Linked DNA regions of Mus musculus: all the other regions are linked to region 1. The links are chromatin contacts, called in public HiCAR-type, HiChIP or PLAC-seq, Micro-C and promoter capture Hi-C maps. All regions are on one chromosome and are shown on one strand. Each heading gives the region's core, a stretch centred on a gene start, on an enhancer-like site or on the middle of the called end of the contact. The rest is flanking DNA. Distances are from core to core; before and after follow the strand shown.

Region 1 (2,813 bases), core at 212-2,711:
GCCAAAGAAGCGGGCAAGAAGATCCCTGAGGCTGGCTGGTCAGCCAGTCTAGCCAAACCTCAAGCTCCAAGTTCAAGGAGAGAGTCCTTGTCTCAAAAAACAGGGCTGACAGCAACTGAGGAAGACACAAGTAACTGACCTCTGACCTTCACACACATGCATACATGTTCCTACATGCACACAAATGCGCGCGCGCACACAGAAGCAAACTAGGGTAGAGAATAATTTTCTAAGTTTAAAAGATCCGAATAACTCAATGAAGTTTAGAAACTCACATTTCAGTAAGATGGTAGTATTTCTGAAAAGAATCTTTCCAAAATTAAAATAACCTTTCCCCTGAAAAGATAAAGGGAAGATAATTAACATCAGGGCATTTCGATTTTCAAGGCAGAATATGAATACCTACATTTATAAAATATTCAAAATTTTCTTAATCAAAAAGACAGTAACAACATTTTCTTTAGTGAAAGTCAGTCATATCCTAACTATTGGCTCTTGCCGCTCCCTACAGGCCACAGAGCAGGGACTCTTGAGTGGGAGGCTGCTACAAATTTCAACCTAACTTCAAAGTGGCTTGAGCTGGACAGTTCCTTTTTTACTCACGAATCATCCCTCAGAACAACCGACTTTTGAATAAACTTTCAGCAGTTTTACTTTTACATGTAAAAGGACTTAACTATTAATCATTTCAGTAACAAACAGAAAACTACAACTCAAAGCCCAAAACCCTTTACCAACATGAATACAACCTGTAATATTTGCCATATAAATGTACAGTGAACAGGACAAAAAAAAAAAAAAGGCAAAAAGGTCAACGAAATGGCTAATGGTTTTTAAAGCAGTTCTCACCAAAATCTGGTTTTTCTGGTTCAAAGTACTGTACTAAGTCAAACGAGATTCTAAAATGGGTCGACTTATCAGTTAACTATCCAAACAAAAGACTATCCTTACTACACAACATTTTAGAATTGTTTCGTTTTGGCTATTCCCATGTTAAAATGCATTTTTGAATCTCCAAGTCCCCTAATCACAAAAGACGTTTCCAAGTTTAAACCAAATCAAAACCCTTCATCCGTAGGACTATTTTTACAAACACACACACACGAGTTAAAAATAAAGACTTCTATTCACATCTCCCTTTCATCCAGCCCTAGTACTGGATTTTGTAACATTCTAGCTGAAAGAGAAACTACTATCTCTCCCTGTGTATTAAGTTTCTCTCCTGTTCCATGCTTAAAGTTCTGTTACTTTCCCGGTAAGAACACGCTTGGCCCCTGACACTCCTCGCCTACAGCAAATAGCTCAGCTCTCAGCTCAGGGCAGGTGGGATCCCGTCGGCAGCTACACGGACGCTCTGGGTATTCCACTCACTTTGGGAACCCGACTTTCCAGAAATCTTCCTGGACCCCTTGGGCCACCGTAGCCCCACCTCTTACCCCCTTCAGGCTCAGTAGCGACCCCAACACTCACCGACGGCATCGGAATGTGCCACTTCGATCTATCTGCAGCAAACACGGGTGCCGGACCTGCACCAAGAAACGATAATGGGAACGGCTGCGCCCCTAAAAGAAGAAAAATAACAGGAGACACCTGAAGCCACGCAGCCACCGCCATCTTCACAGCCATGAAGCGCCTACCCAAAGTATTGAGCCTTCTTCCGGCTAGGTAGTTCCGCCTTCTTCCGGCTCGTCCCACCCTCTTCCGGCGCTACTTTGTGGGCGGGATTATCCGGGTCCTTGAAACTGTGCTTCTTCCCACAGACGCTCAGAGCGCCCCAGAAACTTTGAGTCTACTGCGCAGGCGTCCTCCTGTTTCCCTGCGATCGTGGCCTGGAGGTGAACTAGCAGAGTTTTGAGGTCTAGTGCTTCCCTCTGTTCTTCCAGCCCTTAAAGGAACTCAGTGCAGCGGCCAAGGCTTTGCTTTTCCTGCTTCTTCCCGCCCCTCATCCTTTCCAAGTCAAGGTCAGGCGCAGGCCAGACGTCTGTAGAAGCGCGCACACTGGATGCATGATTGACATCAAGTACTGAGTTCTCTGGCTGTCGAGCTGTGGCAACAGAGCCTGGAATGTGACGGGGCTGAAGTAGAAACGATTCATTAGCTCCAAAGTCCCTTTTGACCCTGAAAGACTGTGGGGCAGCTGCAGCATAGTTTGACAGGCGACATCAGCGTCCAGCAGTGATCCAGACTGTACTCCCCATTCGAAACTAAAAGTGAGGAGAGATCAGGTCAGCTTTCGGTATTGTAGAGTGACAGCCACTAAGACTGACCCTTATTGGTGGTGCTTCCTGTTTCTCACACTCTTAGATTTTAACCTCTAGGGCAGCGAGCACATCTCCGCCAATAAAAGCAAAGTTCATCAGCCACTCTCAACCTAGAAATATTTACCAAGTACTTTATCCCTGTAAAGACGCTGGTTTACGCTTGAGATAATACCAGATGAAAAAAAATTAAGATTGGCTTCTGCCCGAAGGGGACTCTTGACTGTGATGAAGTACGGGTTATAATTTAGCAAGCCTGCTTGTCACCGTTTTTTTAAAGATCGCCTGAGACTGTGGCCTGAGAGTTAGGAGTCAGGCAGAGTTAACATCCTTGTGCCATGGAAGCAGCTGAGAAAGAGGAAATCAGGTAAAGGGCAATTGCTCCCCCCAAGAACGGACTCCAAAAACAACCTTCTAGCTTTGATGGCTTCACTTAGGTTTTAAAGCACTTCCTTGAATGCTTGCTATTTGCTTCATCGTTCTTTATTGGTTCTGCGGGGATTTGGGTAATGTTAATAGCTAACCTCTCATAAAGTACTTTCAGGAGGATTAGAT
Region 2 (2,813 bases), core at 81-2,580, 950 kb after region 1:
GGCCCAGCTCCTCAAGTCTAGGACATCCATTAGGAAAAATGAATCCAATTACATGGAAGAGCTAACTCTAACCACGAGACCTAAGTGTCCTGCAGTCTCCCTGTGAGGCTGCATCATGGGCCTTAAGCCACACACAACAAACCCTGAGACAGGAGGCTCTCCTGTCTTCACTGCTCTCCTGTGTGTTGAGAGGCCGACGGCCTCTTATGAATGGTATAGCAAGGGTTCCATGCCCACCGCCACTCATCCTTTCCAGTTCCTAACCTTTGGAGTGGAAAGAGATGAGGCAGTGGCAGGACGGCCAGTTCTCCACAGGTTCATTTAGGATCACATCTTCTCCCAGGATGACAACGGTCAGGTAGTCAAATCTGCAGAGTCGCTCTAGAATTTGGGTCATTGGCTTGGACTTGGATTTCTTGGTCATGGCACAGATGCCAACAATAATTTGAGGTTCTGGGGGCTATAGAAAAGAAGTGCTATCAAGAATTCCAGATTCCCACCTATGTCACCTCCAACATTGTCACACATCTTTCAAGGGCAGTCTCTTGTCGGGACTTTGGACCTAAGGGATAAAGGATGACTACCACAGAAGAAACACTGTAGAAAGGACTTCTTCAAAAGAAGAAGTAGTGACCATAAGACAAAAGGAGGAGGGGCATTTGCACAGGGGTTTCAGAGCAGCAATCCACCAATCTCTACTGACCCTCCCCAAGGCAGGATAGAACCTGTTTATAAGAGGGAGTCTTGTAAACAGGGGCCCCAACACCAAGCCATGTCCCTTTGCCTAGACTTACCACCTCATCCTCCTCGTCCTCAAGGAGTTCACTGTCACTCTCTTCTGTCCTCATGCCTATTCCACAGGTGCCCAACCCCTCATCTCCAGCTCCAAGGAAGAAGTGGGCCGTAGTGCTCTCGTCCTCATTGGCCGTCAAGGACCACATCCCCGCCGGAACACCCACTCATCCCGCTCTGCAAAAGAGGGTCCCCTATTAGTGTAGAATCCAAGCTCCCTTACAGCGGGCAGGGATAGGATACAGGGAGCTAGACACTGAGAGGGAACTATAAGGGTACAAGAGGGAACAGAAACGAAGCTATGGAAAGGACCAACAAGAAAGGAAACTATGTGACTTGACAGGACTAAAGAGGAGCAAGAGGGAAGCGATGACTCCTTTCCTCCCCTGTTTACCCGACCCCAGCCAAGAACTGGTAAGAGGATCAGCAGCTTAAGCCTTACAGTGCTGGCATGTCACTGATTCTGCCAGCAGGAAACAATGTTAACTCCAGGCAGCAAGGAGAAGAGGCAGTTCTTCCAGGAAGGCTACTGTTGGTTCCTACCAAGAGAAGGTTAGACCGACATTTACTTCAAACACAGGATTTATTCCACAATATTCTCAGCTCTCTCCACCCCCACAGCACTGCTAGAACCGAAGGTTCACTCAAGGGCAGAGGAAAGCAAAACTCAGAGGTTTTTGCCTTTAAACTCCATCTTCATTATCTCATGGTATTAATTCGACAAACATTTACTGAGGACACCCTCCACCCTAAGCATTGTATCAGAACATTAATATCTGTGCATCACTTTCTCCTTCACCCCCAACACCTTAACAGACAGATATCCAAATTCACAGAATCAGTTCAAGGAAAGAAGTCTGGTGCTGGTTGGGGGGTTGAGATAACCATCCACAAAGCAGTTTTCAATCCATTCTCAAATTGAAATCTCAATGGTCCATTCACTGTCCTCTAGGACTGCCAAACCAATGCTGGTCTAGGACAAGGTCCTCCATAGCAGCAGCTGCATTGGAAAAAAGGTCCTATTGGTAAGACTGTCTTATGAATTTGGATCAGCAAAAGCAGGCAGCTCCACTTCTGCATGCATACACCTAGAGTTTTAATGGAAACTCTAGTGACTCGCTGTACCAGAAAGACATCTGTCAGGAGACATTTCTGGTTATTAGACAGGAAAGGTGCTACGCTGGTATCTCATGAGCAGACGACAGGAATGCCACAAGAATTCTAAAATGTATATTCTAGCTCAGGATCGATCCTGTCTGAACTGTTAGCATCACCAAGGGGGTTAGACTGCCATGGGAAGACTCTCCTACACAGGCGAATGCACACAAGGACATTCTTCTCTTTTCTATATTAAACTAAAAAAAAAAAAAAAAAAAGAAAGGAAGAAAGGAAGGCAGGAAGAAAGAAAGATAAGAAACATACAAAAACATCTCCAGATGCCACAAGGAAAAGAATGGAAAAATATGATGCAGGATATAGAAAAAAACCCTAATACTAAATTTTTAAAATGAAGGAGGGCCAGCTAGATAGATCAGTGGATGGAGGCACTAGCTGCCAAGCCTAACAATCTGAGTTTGGACTCTAGGACCTACATGGTGGAGAGAGAACTGGCTCCCACAGGTTGTCCTCTGACCTCCACAGCGTGCTGTGGCTCCACACACAGATGTAGCAAACATATAAGTTAGATGCAACAGTTCCCGACTTCAAACTGCCAAGGATGTAACACAATTCATTTGCATAAATACCATGTGCTATTTATGACTGCAAAGGCAATTAGTACAGGTTTGCTGGTGGGTTTTGTTGTTGTTTTGAAGCATCTGTTTTACATGTACAGGTGTTCTACCTGTAGGTGTTTATGTACACATGTATGTAGTGCCCATGTAGGCAGAAGAGGGTACCATGTGCTGGGAATAGAACCCAGGTCCTTTGAAAGAACAAACAGTGCTCTTAATCACTAAGCCATTTTCCAGCCCCCAGTTAGTAGTAGTTTAAAAGTACACTAAATTCAAGCATGGTAACAT
Region 3 (2,813 bases), core at 135-2,634, 930 kb before region 1:
TACTCCTTCGGGGGAAAAAAAAAAAAGCCAGAGATGGAAGTGCAGTTATAATCTTAGCACCATGGACGCTAAGGCAGGAGGATATCAAGTTCCCGGCCATCCAGGCCAAAAACAAAAAACAAACAGGAAAAAGAAAAAAAAAAAAAAAAAAAAAGACACGACCGGAAGAAAGGAAGCATCAATAACCCACAGTGAAAATTAGGGATGTAAATCATGGATCACTAACTGGGAAAACTAAGCTGATCATCAGCGATGTTTTAAGGAGTTCAACCTCCAAATTCCTTCCCGAGTCCTAAGAAGTACAAGAATGTAAATCAAAGAGTCCTGAGCACAGTTGGTTCTGAACTAAAATAGTTAAACGCCTTCTTCGGCAATATCCAACTTCTAAACTGTAGGGGGCTTCCATCCTCCGTGATTACGGAAGTAGTACTTTTCATCAGCAAGCTCAAGAAGGAATTGTCAAAGTAAGATGACACTTGCTGAGACGCACTGCAAACGCCTCGAAAACCCAGAAGTGCTGTCACAGACACATTTCTAAGTCTGTGCACGTGTTAGCCTGTCCCCGTCTAACACCAACTAGCAACTTGCATCATTCGCCCGTAACCGTGGCTCGCTCCCCATTAAACTGATACTCTATCCAGTCCATAGATCTCATTCGTTTGAATTGACAGGTAGAACCCTCGTCCGGTTCCTGGTCCAGCCCGACAAGCCTCCGCCCTGCCCCTCCCCACTCCCAAACCCACACACGTGTTAGAGCGACACCGCCCCACCGGGTCCCACGTGCACCTGGCCTAACACTCCCCACGTGTGGGTGCTCCACGGGCTTCCTCGGGTGGCCGAGGTCACCCATAACCCCGGAGAGCCAGAGATACACGACAGGAGAGCCGAGGCCCAGGTCTCTGAGGTCCCAACCCTATGGGGAGTGTCCACACCCATCCTCTCTAACCCCAACAAACCCCAGGGCCGGGGGCGACGGCCCCTTTAAGAAGCGGCCCAGTCGTCGCCCGCAGAGAGGGGCGCACAGGGGCCTACACGACACCCCCTCCGTCCACCCGCCCACGTCTTCTCAACCTCACCTCGGGCCGAGGGGCCCCGCCGCCGCGGCGGCGGCGGAGGGGGGGCGGGGGGCGGGCGGGGTCCGGAGGGGGGGGTCGCCCCGCCGACTGTGGAGCCGCGCTTCGCTCTCGGAGGCCGAGGGACGGTGACTGCGTTGGACGGGAACGCTCCTAGCTCGCTCCCTCGGCGGCTCCTGGGACCCCAAGATGGCGGCGGCGCTGAGGCGGCTGCGGGCGCTGGGCCGGCGGCGGCGGCGGCCACTTTCACTCACTGAGAGGAGCGGAGCAGGGACACGGGGAGCCATGGCGGGGGGGAGGAGAGGCGCCATAGCCAGGCCAGAACAATCGAGCAGGTACTCGGCCGGCTTAGCCCTGCCCCGCCCACGCCCACTGCTAGTCGCTAGCCCGTGTCCGCCGACCGTGCCGCTACGGGCGGCCTCGTGCAGCTTGTACCCCGCTGCCGCCGCCCGACGCCCCGCGCGGACCGGGGTTCTGGGGGAGACCCTCATCTATACTATCTGAGTGCAGATTGGTCGGGGCTGGGACTGGCGAAGATTGCCGAAAGGCGACGGGGAGGAGGAGGAGGATGTCATCGCTAGAGTGAGCAAGCAGATCTCGCGGGAGGAGATGTCGCGAGAGCTCAGCGGCCCTGCAACTGCCACAGAAAGGTTACTTTTCCGGAAGTAACGTCAATGGAAACCGCCCAAAAACCAGGGACTCATTTTGGTCCTGCAGGTGGGAGGGACTGCTTGGCGTTGTCGCTGGAAGTTTTCTCCAGGTAGTGCTGGCCTACCCCGAGGCCAGCTCGGGCGGGGATGGATCCTTGTAAGAGCCAACTTGGAGACGTCTCCTGGTCGTCTTCCTGACGACACTGTCCCCCTTCGGCCCGAGACCGTTGGCACGAAGGCGCTTTCACCTTCCATGCACTTTCCATTTCCCCAGTGGGGTGAGTCGCCCTGCCCACACTCGAGCAACCGCAGAGCTGGGGCGGGCGGGGCGGGGCGGGGCGGTTGTTTCATGGTTATTTTGTCTGGGTTTGGTTAATAGCCCAGGCTAGCTAGCGTCAAGCTCGGGGGATGTCTCCTGCCTCAGCCTCCCGAGGACTGAGGTTACAGTGTGCGCCATCATGCAGTCTTCTGCACTTAATCCACTCGTTTCCAAGACGTATATAGAATTGTTGGACTTCACCCTTTCGTTTTCTGCAAGAATCGCTTGTTTAATATTATCTGTTTTGCCTGTACTGTGCCTTGTGCAACTCCAGTTGGGTCCAAGTTGCATCCTTTGGAACTGAACTGCTTAAAATTAAAGTCTAGAAAATGATTATTTAAAAAATGTCTTGTTTTTTTTTGTTTGTTTGTTTTTCGAGACAGGGTTTTTCTGTGTAGCCCTGGCTGTCCTGGAACCGCACTTTGTAGACCAGGCTGGCCTCGAACTCAGAAATCCGCTTGCTGGGACTAAAGGCGTGCGCTGCCACGCCCGGCTCTTTTTTTTTTTTTTTTTTTTTTTTTAATGTTTCTTGGCCTCGATATGCTTTAAGTTCAGGAGAAAAAGTGTCCGTAAACAAGACCTTAAATGTTCACAAAGTTTAACAGTAACACTTTATAAGAGGGTCTGGCTAGACAGCTCAGCAGACACAGTCACTTGTCACCAATTCTGATAACCAGACCAGAACCCACATGGTACAAGTAGAGAGCTGACTCCTGCTTACTGTCCTCAGACCACCACATACATGCTGTGGCGTGTGCGTGTGATATATAT
Region 4 (2,813 bases), core at 108-2,607, 890 kb after region 1:
AGTACTTACAGTATGGACTGGATGGTTAGGTATAGTATGTTTCAAGATAGGGCTAAGATTTCTGTGAGGTACTTAACAGTCAGAACGTGGTTCACTGGCAGGCTTGAGGTATCAGCTATTACCTCTTTTCTATCCTTTTAAGGAGTAGGATTTCATGTGTGCACATGTGAGTGCAAGAGGACAACCTGGAGTGGTGTCCCTCAGACACCCTTTTCTTCTTTGTACTATAGATACCAGGGTCTCTCAATGGTATAGCTGGCCTGCGAGCTTCCAGAGATTCATCTGTCTCTCCCTCCTAGTTACCATCTCTGCGATTCCAAGTGCTCACCGCTGTGCCTGGCTTTTTTTTACAGTTCTGAGAACCTGAACACTTGCTTGCCAGGGAAGTACTTTACCAACTGAATCATCTCCGTAGCCTTTCTTCTCTTCTACCATCTCCAAAGTGCAAGGTAAATGGAAGAAAAAGCAAGTATAACTGGAGCCTAAACACAGGCCTTCTCTCTGATGCACACAACAGAATGACTCAGGGTAAGATCAGCTGTAGTGGTGGAGAGTCTTTGAAGAATGGGGAGTTGGGGGTTCAGCAAGAGAAGGGGAGAGGAAGGAAAGGAAGGGATGGAGAGAAGGAGAGGGAAAGACAGAGAATATTAATTCAGTTCTGTACAGTAATTACATGGTCTCCTAAATTTATCCACTGTGTCACATCCCTAGTAGCTGGGAAGTCTTTCCTGGGTTTTACTCAAATACTCTTTGCTGCAGTCTGAGCTCATTGCACTCAGCAAATATGGAGACTAGCCAACCACTATCCTTGGAATAACTACTCTCCAGGGACTCAGGGTAGGAAGGTCATCCTGTCCCCTCCAATACTGCGCAGCCTGATTGACCACGCCCGGAGCTCGGGGCAAGGACGGGGAAACCCAGGTTGGTAACCTAGACCCTGGCATGCAGCGAGGCGGGGGGAAAAATAGAGACAACGATAATTGCCAGATGGAGACCACGATAGAAACCCCGAGACAGCGAAGGGCAAGATGGCTCCCCAAGGTTCGAGAGAAGCTGCGGAACTGCCTCCCACACTGTGCTCAACGCAGACACAGCCTAACTAGATGGATGTTGTTCTCGCGCCTTGGACTCCGCCCTCGGCTGGGTCTCGCAGAACCCTTACCCTGGCTCAAGTCGGAGAGGGGCACTTGGTCAGGAAAACTGCAGGTGGATGACTGCAGCCACCACCCATAGCGGCACAACCACCGCATCCCCGCCCCGCCCCTGCGGCGCTTCAGCCCCGCCCCTAGAAGGCAGTGACCAATGAACGGCTCCTGCCGCCGGCCTTTAAGAACCGCGCGCACTCTCCCCGCAGCGGACGCAGCTAGCCTAACACTCCGCGGGAGTTTCCATGGCGACCGAAGCCGGGACCGCGCGGCCTGGCAGCGTTGCCATGGAGACAACTCCGGAGCTGGGGCTCCAGAGCCTCGGTGCACCGCCAGCTCAGAACCCGGCGGAGCCTCTTTGCGAGGCCGGTGCCGCGGTAGCGGCAGCGCGCTGGGACCTGCGGAAATACTCCTTGCTCATCGTGATCGGCGATATCGGTACAGAGAGTCAGCTGAGGGCCGTGCGGGCCCACCTTGAACAAGGTGAGCCGCTCTCCTGGCTTTTACGCAGTACTCCATCCATGCCTCTCCGCCATCTGCATTCATCTCCCAGTGCACATTTCTGTCTCCTCTATCTCTATGTGCACTTCCCGAAACCTGCGACCCTGTCACCTGCATCTTCCATGAATGTGCCTCTGTCCTCTCGAGCTGCCAACACCTTGCTTGCCCATCCTTTCTGCATACCCCATTCTGTTCCGCAGTGTCCCGGAGCAGGAGCAGGAGAAGCTCCGTGGAGACCCTGGGGTCCCTCTGGTCACACCCCTTTCCCGAAGCCACTGGACCATATATCCGAAAGTCCTCATCAGACCCTGAAAAGTCCATGTCCCTACCTTACAATTTCTTCTTTAGGGGAGGTTTTTGAACGCGAGGTACACATCTCAAATCTCTGAATGCTGGCAGCCAAGTTTAGAGAGTGACCTTCGTGGCTCTGCAGCTCACCTCCCTCAGCCGTGCCTGTGGCGCAGTGCTGCGGAGCCACCTGCGGGTGGAAGCAGGGGATGGAGGCAAGGGAGGGGGCATAGGAGAATCTAGAATCTGATTTAGCAAGAGGGATCATTATGGAAACCTACAGTATATGGAAATAGACCCTTGCGTGTCACTTCTACCGTAACTGTTTTGCCTTGAAAAACAAAAACTCCAAGCTCATTTATTAGTAAGCCCATTCTAAACTCTGCTCTTTGCCCTCTGGAAAGGGGAAAAAGCAGGTACTAGCTATCCTTCTTGGAGGCATCACCTCCCATTTCTTTCCTCTCCCAGGAGCTTGGCAATGCTTTCTGTGGGTGACTTTGACTAGAACCCTCTTATTTTTTTTCCCCCTTTTCTTTTACAGGGATTCTCTCCTGGAATATTGACTTATCATCCTTTGACTTGAACCAACAGTTGAGACTCTTCATTACCCGGCACCTAGCTCACTTCTCCTCAGAGGTCAAAGGTTAGGACTAGGGTTATTTGTCTCAGTCCTTTGGGTCCAGTATCCAGGCCAGAACTGGCCTTATGGGAGGATTGGGTAGGTAAAAAGGGAGGGACTTTTGATGGCTCCACAGCTATTTACACATGCTGTGGATAATGCCCAGTACACACTGCAACCACTCAATATGATGGTAGAGCATAATTTTGTCAGGAAAAACGTTGTTGTACACAGCAGCTGACAAGCACTAAGAAAGTGAT
Region 5 (2,813 bases), core at 95-2,594, 870 kb after region 1:
GGAGGCAACACCAAACTAATCACGGGTATCCAAAGGCTTACTGAACACTAGATAACAAACTAGGCTTCCTTACACATAATCTCAACTGCATGTTTAAATCGTTCTGCCCCCACAGGACCTTAAACACTGCAGAGAGCCAAGCCTTCAACTGCTCACCTGAAGCTTTCTTTTCTTTCAGATGTTCATTGAATGAGCTATTACTGTCTCCTTGTTCTACAGCAGATTGTTCCGGATTTGATACAATATCCTAGAAAACATGAGCACATAAGATCCTCACAGTACACAAAGTAGTACAACAGGGACCTTTCTGTGGGTGAGAACACGTTGATTTCATTTTTCGTTCCCCACCAACTTTATCCAAAAGCTAACAATCAACTAAACACGTTAATTTTCTGGGTTAGTTTGGTGTAGGGGGGTCAGAAAAAAATAATAACTTGAACAGGGCATCATCACTCACTCACCAACACGGGGTTCTCTTTGTGCATCTGCAGATTAGGAAGGTGTCGAGATAGCACGCTGAAGTGAGAGCCTGCATCTTCTTCCAGAACCTGGCTTTCAGGCTGAGAATCTTCTATTATCAGGCAAGGAGTGTCTTGCTGAGAGAAATCTGAATCCAATTGACTTCCAGTAGGGTCCATCTGCTCCCCTGGAATGGAATAACAAAAGATCAGTTCGAAGAGTAACCCTATTGAGCTTTCCACACACAATCTGAGACTAAATAAAGGGGCGGAAGTGTGAGATCGAGAAAGGGACCATTCTAGGGCTACCCAGTAGCCCACATTTGCAATCGCTCTTAGCACTTTCTCAGCCATCTCCCCAGCCCTCATTTCTCCGTTATTTACCACCGCGCCTCTGGATCCTTCGATCTCCCCCTCCCTCCCTCCTTTCTCTTCACCTTCCCTCAGACACGCTTCCTTCCTCACCTCTTCTCCCCGCCCCTTTCCATCCCCCACACAACTCTCCCCGCGTTCTGACGCCACTGAGCCCCGGGAAGACCTCTTCGCAACCCCGGCGGGCGGGAAGCCCACGGCCCTCATGCGGCCTCAGGACCACCGCGGCGGCTGCCTCCCCACCCCCTCCCCGGCCCTCCAACCCCGTCCCCGTCACCGCCGCCATGCTTGCCACCCCGCCCCCTCCAGGCGGCCAGCCCTTCAAGCCCGCCACCCGGGCCTCTGCGGCCCGCTAGCTCGGCTCCGCTCGCAGCACTACCTGGCATCCCGGCGAGAGGTGCCTCGCGCTGGATCTAGAGGTTTCTGCACGCTGCCCAGGCCCCTCCAGGTCGATCCCCAGGTCGCCACTGTCGCCACCGCCGCCACTGGCCGCGAGCTCCCCCTTTTCCCGTCACGTCACGCAATATCGGATCGCCCATTCGCTGCTGTTGTCTGCCACTCAGGAAATCCTATGGATGATAGGTGGCTGAGGTGAAGTGCCCGCCCCCAGCGTAAGAAAAGGAACACGGCGGCGTGTTTCCATGGTAGCATGGACGTCGCAGGCCCTCCCCCTAATACAGCCAGCATGACAGTATCCTTGAACCGAAGGGACATTAAGAGGGCATGAAATAAAAACCCCTGCCTGAAGGACGGGGGTACTCACTACTCACACTTGAGGGCTTCGGCCCCTTCACTGACTTCCGTGGAAAAGGAGAGTCTCCTGGATTTTCAAAGAAAGGGCAAAGAGGAGGAGAATTGAGGAGAGCTAGTACTTCTGAAATGGTGAAATGGAAGAGAAGCCTCTGTGGGGTTTGCCAGTGTCGATCAGGATCCCATTTGTAGACCTCTGCCTGAATTTAAAGGCTTCCGTTTTCCCACTCTATGTCTCTGGCAGTTTTGATTTTGTTGTTTTATATTGTCTTCGTGTTCCCACTCCCTTTCAAGCTTCCCTATTTGTCTCTCTCTGCCCTTTCTTTTAGGGAATTGCAGCAGCCCCAGACGCTTTGCACCTCCCATTGAACGAACTGAGCATTGTAATCCTCAAACTAGAAGCAAAGAGAACAGCTGTCACCCCTACTAACTCAATGACCTAAAGGATCCAGGCCCAGAGATTTAATTATCCTAATCATGGTGTCAGGGTCTTATAAAGGGTGTGGCAGCTGTGACAACTATTAATGAACTGAGCTCAAGATACATATGTGGTTTCACTGTCATTTTAATTTAAAGAGCCGTTGGATCTGGGCTAGAATTCTAACCAAGCAGCTGTCAGGAGGGAAAGCACCTAGCACAGTGCCAAGAATATACATAGAAGGCATTAAAATGGAGGCGGTTTTCTCTACTCCAGACTCAGAATTATTTAGGCACAGCCCATACATGATTCTCAACTTCTATAAATGCCCAGTTTAGCACTTGAAATAAGCCAAGCTTAGAGAGGAGCATCCTACCAGCCAATCTCCTCTCTGCTGCTATAAATTACAGTGATCATATTCTCCTAACCCAAAAATCAAAGCATGTTGTCTTCATACGCATTACTTGTGGGAACAAAAGGATCAGCTTAAACGAAATCGCTCTGAAAATTTTAGGATCTATTGTTATAACTAAAATTCCAATCCTAGAATGTTTTACAAGTAGAGCAAAAATGACCCAAATCACAGAGACACATCTTACCTCTTAATCCTAAAATCATTCATGATTGACTCCTGAGTTTCTCTACTGAGTACTAGACATCAAATCAATGCAATCAAAAAAAAAAAAAAAAAAGACCCCACCTCAAGCCGACCTCAACTATAGCAGAGCACTAAGTGTATCAGTCTGCTTAGCTTGAGAGGAAGGAGACCAACTAGGTCTAAGACTGGGCAGACTGAGCTGACTCCCACAGAGCCC
Region 6 (2,813 bases), core at 112-2,611, 810 kb before region 1:
TTGGGCAGCCCTTCGGCTTAGCCCAGGCCTCATTGCTTGATATCGCTCCTTTGGATTACTGTTGTCTGTGCATCTGTCTGTCCCTACTCAGTCCTGCACCTCACCATATTCCTCCGTTGACACTCACCTGGACCCCTCAGCTAGCTTCAATACTCTGTGTCTTTCTAAATGAGTTCATCAATATCTAACTGTGGTGACTTTTCCCATTTATATCAGCTCTGTCTGGATGTAGTAAAACCTCACTGAACACAGAGGTTTGTGTAATCCTTTGCAGGCCTTCTGTAGTCTAAGTATATACAGATATACAGTGTGCCTATTCATACACAGAGACATACGGTGCAGTGATGTGTGATCTGATAGTAGCTAACACTCAAAGAACCTGTCTTTGGATGGAGGACATTGTTGCTCACTTGAGATTCAGGACATAACCAGTGTGGTAATTCTGTTACATTGCAATTTGAGGCCAGCCTGGGATACACAAGGTCTCTGTCACCAGCCCAGCTATAAAGGGAAATCAAGGCTGATGGCCAGTTGCAGCCAATAAATCAATGTAGCTTGTGAATTTATTATTATTCAATAGGTTCTAACATTCTAATAATAATAACGAATAATGTAATTATTATTATTATTATTATTTTATTAGCCAATAGATTCAATAGACAACTGTGTTTTGTCTTTGTATGGCATAGCATCCTTATCACAGAGGGAAGCATAGAAATTTGGATTTAATAAATGGCCTAGTGATAACCCCGTCATTTAGGAAGCACTGCTTATCCAGAAGAACGTGTGTCATCACCTGGAAGAGTCACACTATTGCCTTCACTACCTCTCCTGGAAATACCGCTAAAGGATCTCTAAATCCTACAACTGGAACAAACAACAAATGCAGTTTAACATTTTCTCAGGCAGCGGGCAGGCCCTTTTAAGGTGAGGAAAACTACGCTACTGTATTGACCTTTAAACAGCAGGCAACATTCTCTCAAGTGGGTCAAAGTCAGAAGAACTGACACCATGAAATTGTTCCTCTGGGTGTAGTGTTAGTCCGGGTATAAAAATCCTTTAGCCAAGAGAGGAATTACTAGTAACAGTATATTTTTACAGTAACGATAATTTAAAATAGTCATTTGGCCTTGTAGTGCTATCTTACTAAAAAGTGAGACTGCCTCCGTGCGGAATGTTTTTCCTCAAGTGAATTACAACAACCCTTTTCCTCCTTAACTTCAACTGGAGCACTAAGCTCCAACAACAAAAAATAGAACCAGAGAGAGGGATTGATTGAAGTACTTCCCAGCCAATCCGCGATGGAAAAAGAGCGCGCGAGCAAGGTGCTGTCCAATCATCACTCGGAGGCGGGGCGGAGCCTTTCGCGCCTCCGCCCCTGGGTTGGCGGACAGGGGAAGGAGCGAAGATGGCGGAGTGAGGCGTGCCCCGGGCAGCTGGCCTGCGGGCCCGGGGCAGGCCTCCCGTGAGAAGCGGAGTACTTGTGCTGGACCGTGTGAGGTGAGCTGAGAAGTCCGTCTGTCTATCGGGAGACGAGCAGCCGGTGGGGCGGCACAACTCGGGACGGGGTAGCGGCGAGCCTAATGAGGGAGCCGGCGAGGCCTGGGCCTGACAGGGCTTTGCATTCGCAGCCGCGTCCGGTCGGCTCCGCCGCCTCCGGGTATGTGGCCGCGTCCTTCCCTTACCAGCGCTCCACGCCCTTCCTTGCGCCCTTCGCTTTGGCCGCTGCGTGCTTTGCCCTGGTTCTCTGAGTTGCACGTACGCCGGCCGTATCGGGAAGCCGCTGTGTGCACCTCCCTTTTATTTTTCTAAGACTATCTCTGTATTGTTTGACCCTTTACCGAAGGCGTCACCGGTTGAGGTTGACAGGCCTGTTGCAGCTCTGGGCATTTTGTGTCCCTGGCGCGTTGACCTTGAGATTTGCTGTAAGAGGCTCCCTCTGGTATTTTCATTTGAGTATGTGTATTACAGATAGACTCTTGCAGCCTTTACCTCATACTCGCCCCTGCCAAACTTTTATGACCGTAGTAAGCAGCTTTGTCCTTGGACGTCCTGATAATGCCCTTATGGCGCATTAGTTTCGGCAAACGGGTCTCAGTGGAATTCACCTATGTTGATTTCTTACCCAGGATCAAGGGAAACGGCTTACGATGCTTTTCTTTTCGTTTTTTTAGAACTATAGTTCTGGAAGTACTGCTGGAATCTCATTTGTGTAGTTGGTGTACACTGGTGACAGTGTAGTACTAACAAGATATTTATATTTGATTCTTATTTAATTTTATCTCTTTGTAATTGGGAGCCCCCTTACTTTTATTGGTATTCAGCTAAATTCTCGGAAAGTCTTTGCTTCTGAATTCTGGATCGGGGAGACATTTGCTGCGTGTGTTGGTGCTCAGGGCCAGAAATTTACATCTATCAAAACCTTGTTTCAGAAATAAACTGGCATATTAGTGAGAGCCAGTTCAAATGGAAAAATCATAATGTGAGTGAATGTTTGTGATAGATTATATGGTTTTTGTTAGCCCTAGACTTAGCAGAGCTGAAGCAGGAAGCACTTGCTTAGGGGGTGAAAAAAAAACCAAAAAACAAAACCCCTCCCCTTTAGCACAAGTAGTTTTTCTTTTTAATATGATCCACAAGTAGAAAAAAATAGGTATGAGCCAGAGGAAGGGAATATAACATCCTTCCTCATCTTAAAAAAGAGAAAGTCGTTTGCTTTCCACTAAAAGACAGCTCTACATTACGGGAGGTTTTCTGCGGAGTTACAGTTTCTCGCCCCTCCAGAGAGACTACAGTATCATATACAGTATCAT
Region 7 (2,813 bases), core at 234-2,733, 790 kb before region 1:
ATCTCCAAATCTGTAATTAAATTTTTGTTTGTTTGGTTTTTCAGACAGGATTTCTTTGTGTAGCCTTAGCTGTCCTGGAACTAGCTCTGTAGACCAGGCTGTCCCTGCATTCACAGAGATCCTCCTGCCTCTGCCTCCCTAGTCCTGGGATTAAAAGTATGTGCTACCACCGCCAGGCTTATAATTAAAACTTTTAATCAGGCTTTTTAAAAAAGAGGTTGGCCAGGCGGTGGTGGCGCATGCCTTTAATCCCAGCACTTGGGAGGCAGAGGCAGGCAGATTTCTGAGTTCAAGTCCAGCCTGGTCTACAAAGTGAGTGCCAAGACAGCCAGGACTATACAGAGAAACCCTGTCTCAAAAACAAAAAAAACAAAAAAAAGAGGTTGGGTGCAGGTTCCCATGCTTGTGATCCCAGCACTTGCAGGCAGAGGCAGAATTGTAAATTCAAGGAAAGACCTTTATTACCAATATCAAAAGTAAAATAATTTGTAACTATATCAAAAATGTCACTTCAGGGCCAGTGAAATGACTCGGTGGGTAAAGGTATTTGCTACCAACCCTGAGAAATTATAACTAATAACTAATAACTAATAACTAATAGTCCTAGTTCTCTCACAGACCTTAAAACCTACATCCAACTTTAACTTTCACCAATGCCATGTTTATATGATTCAAACCGGTAAAGAGTTTACAACTCAAACATACTCTATGGAGAGCGTAAACATGTCACAAGACAAAGTTTCTTTCTTGTTTACAACAGTTACATACTCTTCACTGTCATTAAATCGGGAAATATATAGAGAGCGCCACCTCAGGAATTCTCCACACGTACCTGGACTTGAGAAAACCTTCTATGCCAACCAAAAAGGGCTCTAACAAAACGACGTTGTTTGTGACTTCTGGAAGACAAAACGGTTTTGAGAAGAAATACCTGCCAGCAGATTCATCTGCCCATAAAACTTAACAAAATGGGTGGGGCTCAGCCAAGGGCGCTGGGTTAGCTCAGGCGACGGCCTGGGTTTGAAGCCCAACTCGGGAAAACAAAACAAACCCCTCCCTCCCCTGGGCAGTACTGTCCCCCATTCCTCATCTGCCTCTGGTCTATCTTCCTCACAAACTACCCTCGCCTCACTCACTGGAGAAGGCCAGGGCGCCGAGGGACCGCGACAGGTCCCAGGCGAGGTGCAGGGTGTCGCCGAGCACCGCGTAGCACCGCGCGCAATGAAACACGGCACATCTCTCCGGCTCCAACCACGCAGGCAGCCGCAGGTCGACAGGTGACGCCTTCACCTTAGACTCGGAGGACCCGAGAGGGGAGAACCCTTCCACCACCTGAGTGTCCCACTCCATGGAGGAGGTAAGAGAAAAAGGTGTATCACAAGAGTCACGACGTGACTGGGTCTCCAAGAAGCGAAGACTGCGGCGCGAGAGAGTCGCCATATTTCTTTGAAGCGCGCGCCTCTTTCTCGCACGCTCCAAGTCCCGCCCACCTGTCTCCCTGCGTCTTCATTGGACAATGTTCCTGAAAGACACGCTCTCAATACGCTCAGCGCCAGCATATTGGTATAGTTTGCGGAATAGCGGTCTTCAGCCAATCACGCTACTGGCCCGCATCGGAAACCCCACCCTCGAGGCAGTTCAACCAATGAACTTACAGCAGTCTTAATTTAAACTCCATATATAAGTCGGCTTGTCAACGTCTTGGGTGGCGCCAGTTTTGAGCCGCTCTGTTTTGAGTTGTGTGGCTGTTTTTCTGGGAATCACCGAGATTGCAGAACGCGATGACCGTCCCCTCTGCAGAGGAGCTGGACTCCTTTAAGTACAGCGACCTGCAAAATTTAGCCAAAAGGCTGGGCCTCCGGGCTAACATGAAGGTACCGTGCTGGCTGGCGGTGCGGGCAGTTGGGTGGGCGGGGTAGAAGAGACCAGGGATTTGGGGGACAGGGCGCGAAGTGACTGAGAGGAAACCCCCGAGGGACGTTATTTTGGGAGGAGTAGGTAGGTTTTGTTCACAGTGACTGGAATTTGTTAAACGAAAGAAAAGCCGAGGCTGTTACTCTAGTTGGAGGCTTTTTTTATTATATTTGGAGAACTTATAAAGACTTTTTGTTTTTTGGTTTGGTTTGGTTTTGGTTTTTCAAGACAGGGCTTCTCTGTGTAGCCCTGGCTGTCCTGGAACTCACTCTGTAGACCAGGCTGGCCTCAAACTCGGAAATCCACCTGCCTCTGCCTCCCAAGTGCTGGGATTAAAGGCATGCGCCACCACTGCCCAGCTCTTATAAAGACTTCTTAATGGAAATGCTAATACTTCCTGGTACCAAATGGGAAACGAAGGCCCATAGGACGTAATCAGTGTAATTTCCATGCCAGTTATTAGGCAGTTGAAGAAAAACTACTTTAAACGACTTCTTCTGAAAAACTCTACTTACTGTTCAGTAAACTATGACACTACCTTCACTCTCGTGAACCTTTAATGGGATGCCTGTCCACCGTGATCTAGTATGATTGTCCATACATTAATCACTATTGTGATGGTGGTCTTTTTCAAAACCGATAAGGTCTTTGAATTCTGAGTTTGCAAGGTGTTCAGAGAAAATGTGGGGATTCATTGTGAGATTGGACTTGCTATATTGAAGCTTGCCCACATGTATATACCAGAGATTTGTACAGCAAACTGCTATTTGCACTAAATCTCTAATTAGTTGTCATAAATGTTTTTAAATGGTTTAAATAGAATAATGTGGCCATAGGTACACCTTTTATCTGGCTGAACGGCACTGAAGAGTACTTAGAAATGTTTCTGAGTTTAGTGC

Evidence for each region. Hi-C and Micro-C count contacts between places; a contact is called where the count stands out from the background. HiCAR-type assays count read pairs that join an accessible place to other places. HiChIP or PLAC-seq counts read pairs in DNA pulled down with a chosen protein or histone mark. Capture Hi-C pulls out chosen DNA fragments and counts their contacts.
Region 2: a promoter capture Hi-C map of adipose tissue shows a contact between it and region 1. The contact joins the promoter of Ppip5k1 here to the promoter of Ganc in region 1. A contact is called at or near these places in 3 of 39 promoter capture datasets (embryonic stem cells, hippocampal neurons and liver), 2 of 115 datasets of contacts at active chromatin or transcription factors (kidney and pro-B cells) and 3 of 9 other capture datasets (adipose tissue, macrophages and pancreatic islet).
Region 3: an H3K4me3 HiChIP or PLAC-seq map of bone marrow-derived macrophages shows a contact between it and region 1, with 4 times the contacts expected there. The contact joins the promoter of Ino80 here to the promoter of Ganc in region 1. A contact is called at or near these places in 2 of 39 promoter capture datasets (erythroid cells and neural stem cells), 1 of 484 Hi-C or Micro-C datasets (CD4 T cells) and 3 of 115 datasets of contacts at active chromatin or transcription factors (astrocytes, bone marrow-derived macrophages and memory CD8 T cells).
Region 4: a Micro-C map of embryonic stem cells shows a contact between it and region 1, with 7 times the contacts expected there. The contact joins the promoter of Map1a here to the promoter of Ganc in region 1. A contact is called at or near these places in 5 of 39 promoter capture datasets (the C10 cell line, cranial neural crest, maxillary cranial neural crest and 2 more), 2 of 484 Hi-C or Micro-C datasets (B cells and embryonic stem cells), 2 of 115 datasets of contacts at active chromatin or transcription factors (astrocytes and bone marrow-derived macrophages) and 1 of 9 other capture datasets (adipose tissue).
Region 5: a contact with region 1 is called in a promoter capture Hi-C map of adipose tissue, with 2.7 times the contacts expected there. The contact joins the promoter of Trp53bp1 here to the promoter of Ganc in region 1. A contact is called at or near these places in 4 of 39 promoter capture datasets (cranial neural crest, liver and pre-B cells), 2 of 484 Hi-C or Micro-C datasets (B cells and embryonic stem cells), 4 of 115 datasets of contacts at active chromatin or transcription factors (astrocytes, bone marrow-derived macrophages, cardiomyocytes and 1 more) and 2 of 9 other capture datasets (adipose tissue and liver).
Region 6: an H3K4me3 HiChIP or PLAC-seq map of bone marrow-derived macrophages shows a contact between it and region 1, with 5 times the contacts expected there. The contact joins the promoter of Oip5os1 here to the promoter of Ganc in region 1. A contact is called at or near these places in 4 of 39 promoter capture datasets (hippocampal neurons, liver and pre-B cells), 4 of 115 datasets of contacts at active chromatin or transcription factors (astrocytes, bone marrow-derived macrophages, kidney and 1 more) and 2 of 9 other capture datasets (adipose tissue and liver).
Region 7: a contact with region 1 is called in a HiCAR-type map of astrocytes, with 2.8 times the contacts expected there. The contact joins the promoter of Oip5 here to the promoter of Ganc in region 1. A contact is called at or near these places in 2 of 39 promoter capture datasets (liver and neural stem cells), 1 of 484 Hi-C or Micro-C datasets (LSK cells), 1 of 115 datasets of contacts at active chromatin or transcription factors (astrocytes) and 1 of 9 other capture datasets (macrophages).

Annotation. Positions count from the first base shown.
Region 1 is chr2:120,402,435-120,405,247 of GRCm38.p6, forward strand. Ganc (glucosidase, alpha; neutral C) reads left to right here and starts at 1,462. Exons shown (of 24, transcript NM_172672.2): 1 at 1,462-2,625. The coding sequence starts at 2,597. It overlaps Tmem87a (transmembrane protein 87A), which reads right to left and starts at 1,682. Exons shown (of 20, transcript NM_001110496.1): 1 at 1,471-1,682; 2 at 276-336. The coding sequence starts at 1,626.
Region 2 is chr2:121,349,683-121,352,495 of GRCm38.p6, forward strand. It overlaps Ppip5k1 (diphosphoinositol pentakisphosphate kinase 1), which reads right to left and starts at 1,331. Exons shown (of 30, transcript NM_178795.4): 1 at 1,235-1,331; 2 at 795-969; 3 at 265-460. The coding sequence starts at 941.
Region 3 is chr2:119,476,303-119,479,115 of GRCm38.p6, forward strand. It overlaps Ino80 (INO80 complex subunit), which reads right to left and starts at 1,385. Exons shown (of 36, transcript NM_026574.4): 1 at 1,077-1,385.
Region 4 is chr2:121,288,245-121,291,057 of GRCm38.p6, forward strand. Map1a (microtubule-associated protein 1 A) reads left to right here and starts at 1,358. Exons shown (of 7, transcript NM_032393.2): 1 at 1,358-1,628; 2 at 2,476-2,577. The coding sequence starts at 1,391. It also overlaps a transcript of Trp53bp1 not described here.
Region 5 is chr2:121,270,063-121,272,875 of GRCm38.p6, forward strand. Trp53bp1 (transformation related protein 53 binding protein 1) reads right to left here and starts at 1,345. Exons shown (of 28, transcript NM_013735.4): 1 at 1,210-1,345; 2 at 462-646; 3 at 157-247. The coding sequence starts at 1,216.
Region 6 is chr2:119,592,935-119,595,747 of GRCm38.p6, forward strand. It overlaps Oip5os1 (Opa interacting protein 5, opposite strand 1), which reads left to right and starts at 1,362. Exons shown (of 3, transcript NR_027832.1): 1 at 1,362-1,500.
Region 7 is chr2:119,617,022-119,619,834 of GRCm38.p6, forward strand. Oip5 (Opa interacting protein 5) reads right to left here and starts at 1,484. Exons shown (of 6, transcript NM_001042653.1): 1 at 1,137-1,484; 2 at 833-899. The coding sequence starts at 1,440. It overlaps Nusap1 (nucleolar and spindle associated protein 1), which reads left to right and starts at 1,277. Exons shown (of 11, transcript NM_133851.3): 1 at 1,277-1,874. The coding sequence starts at 1,782.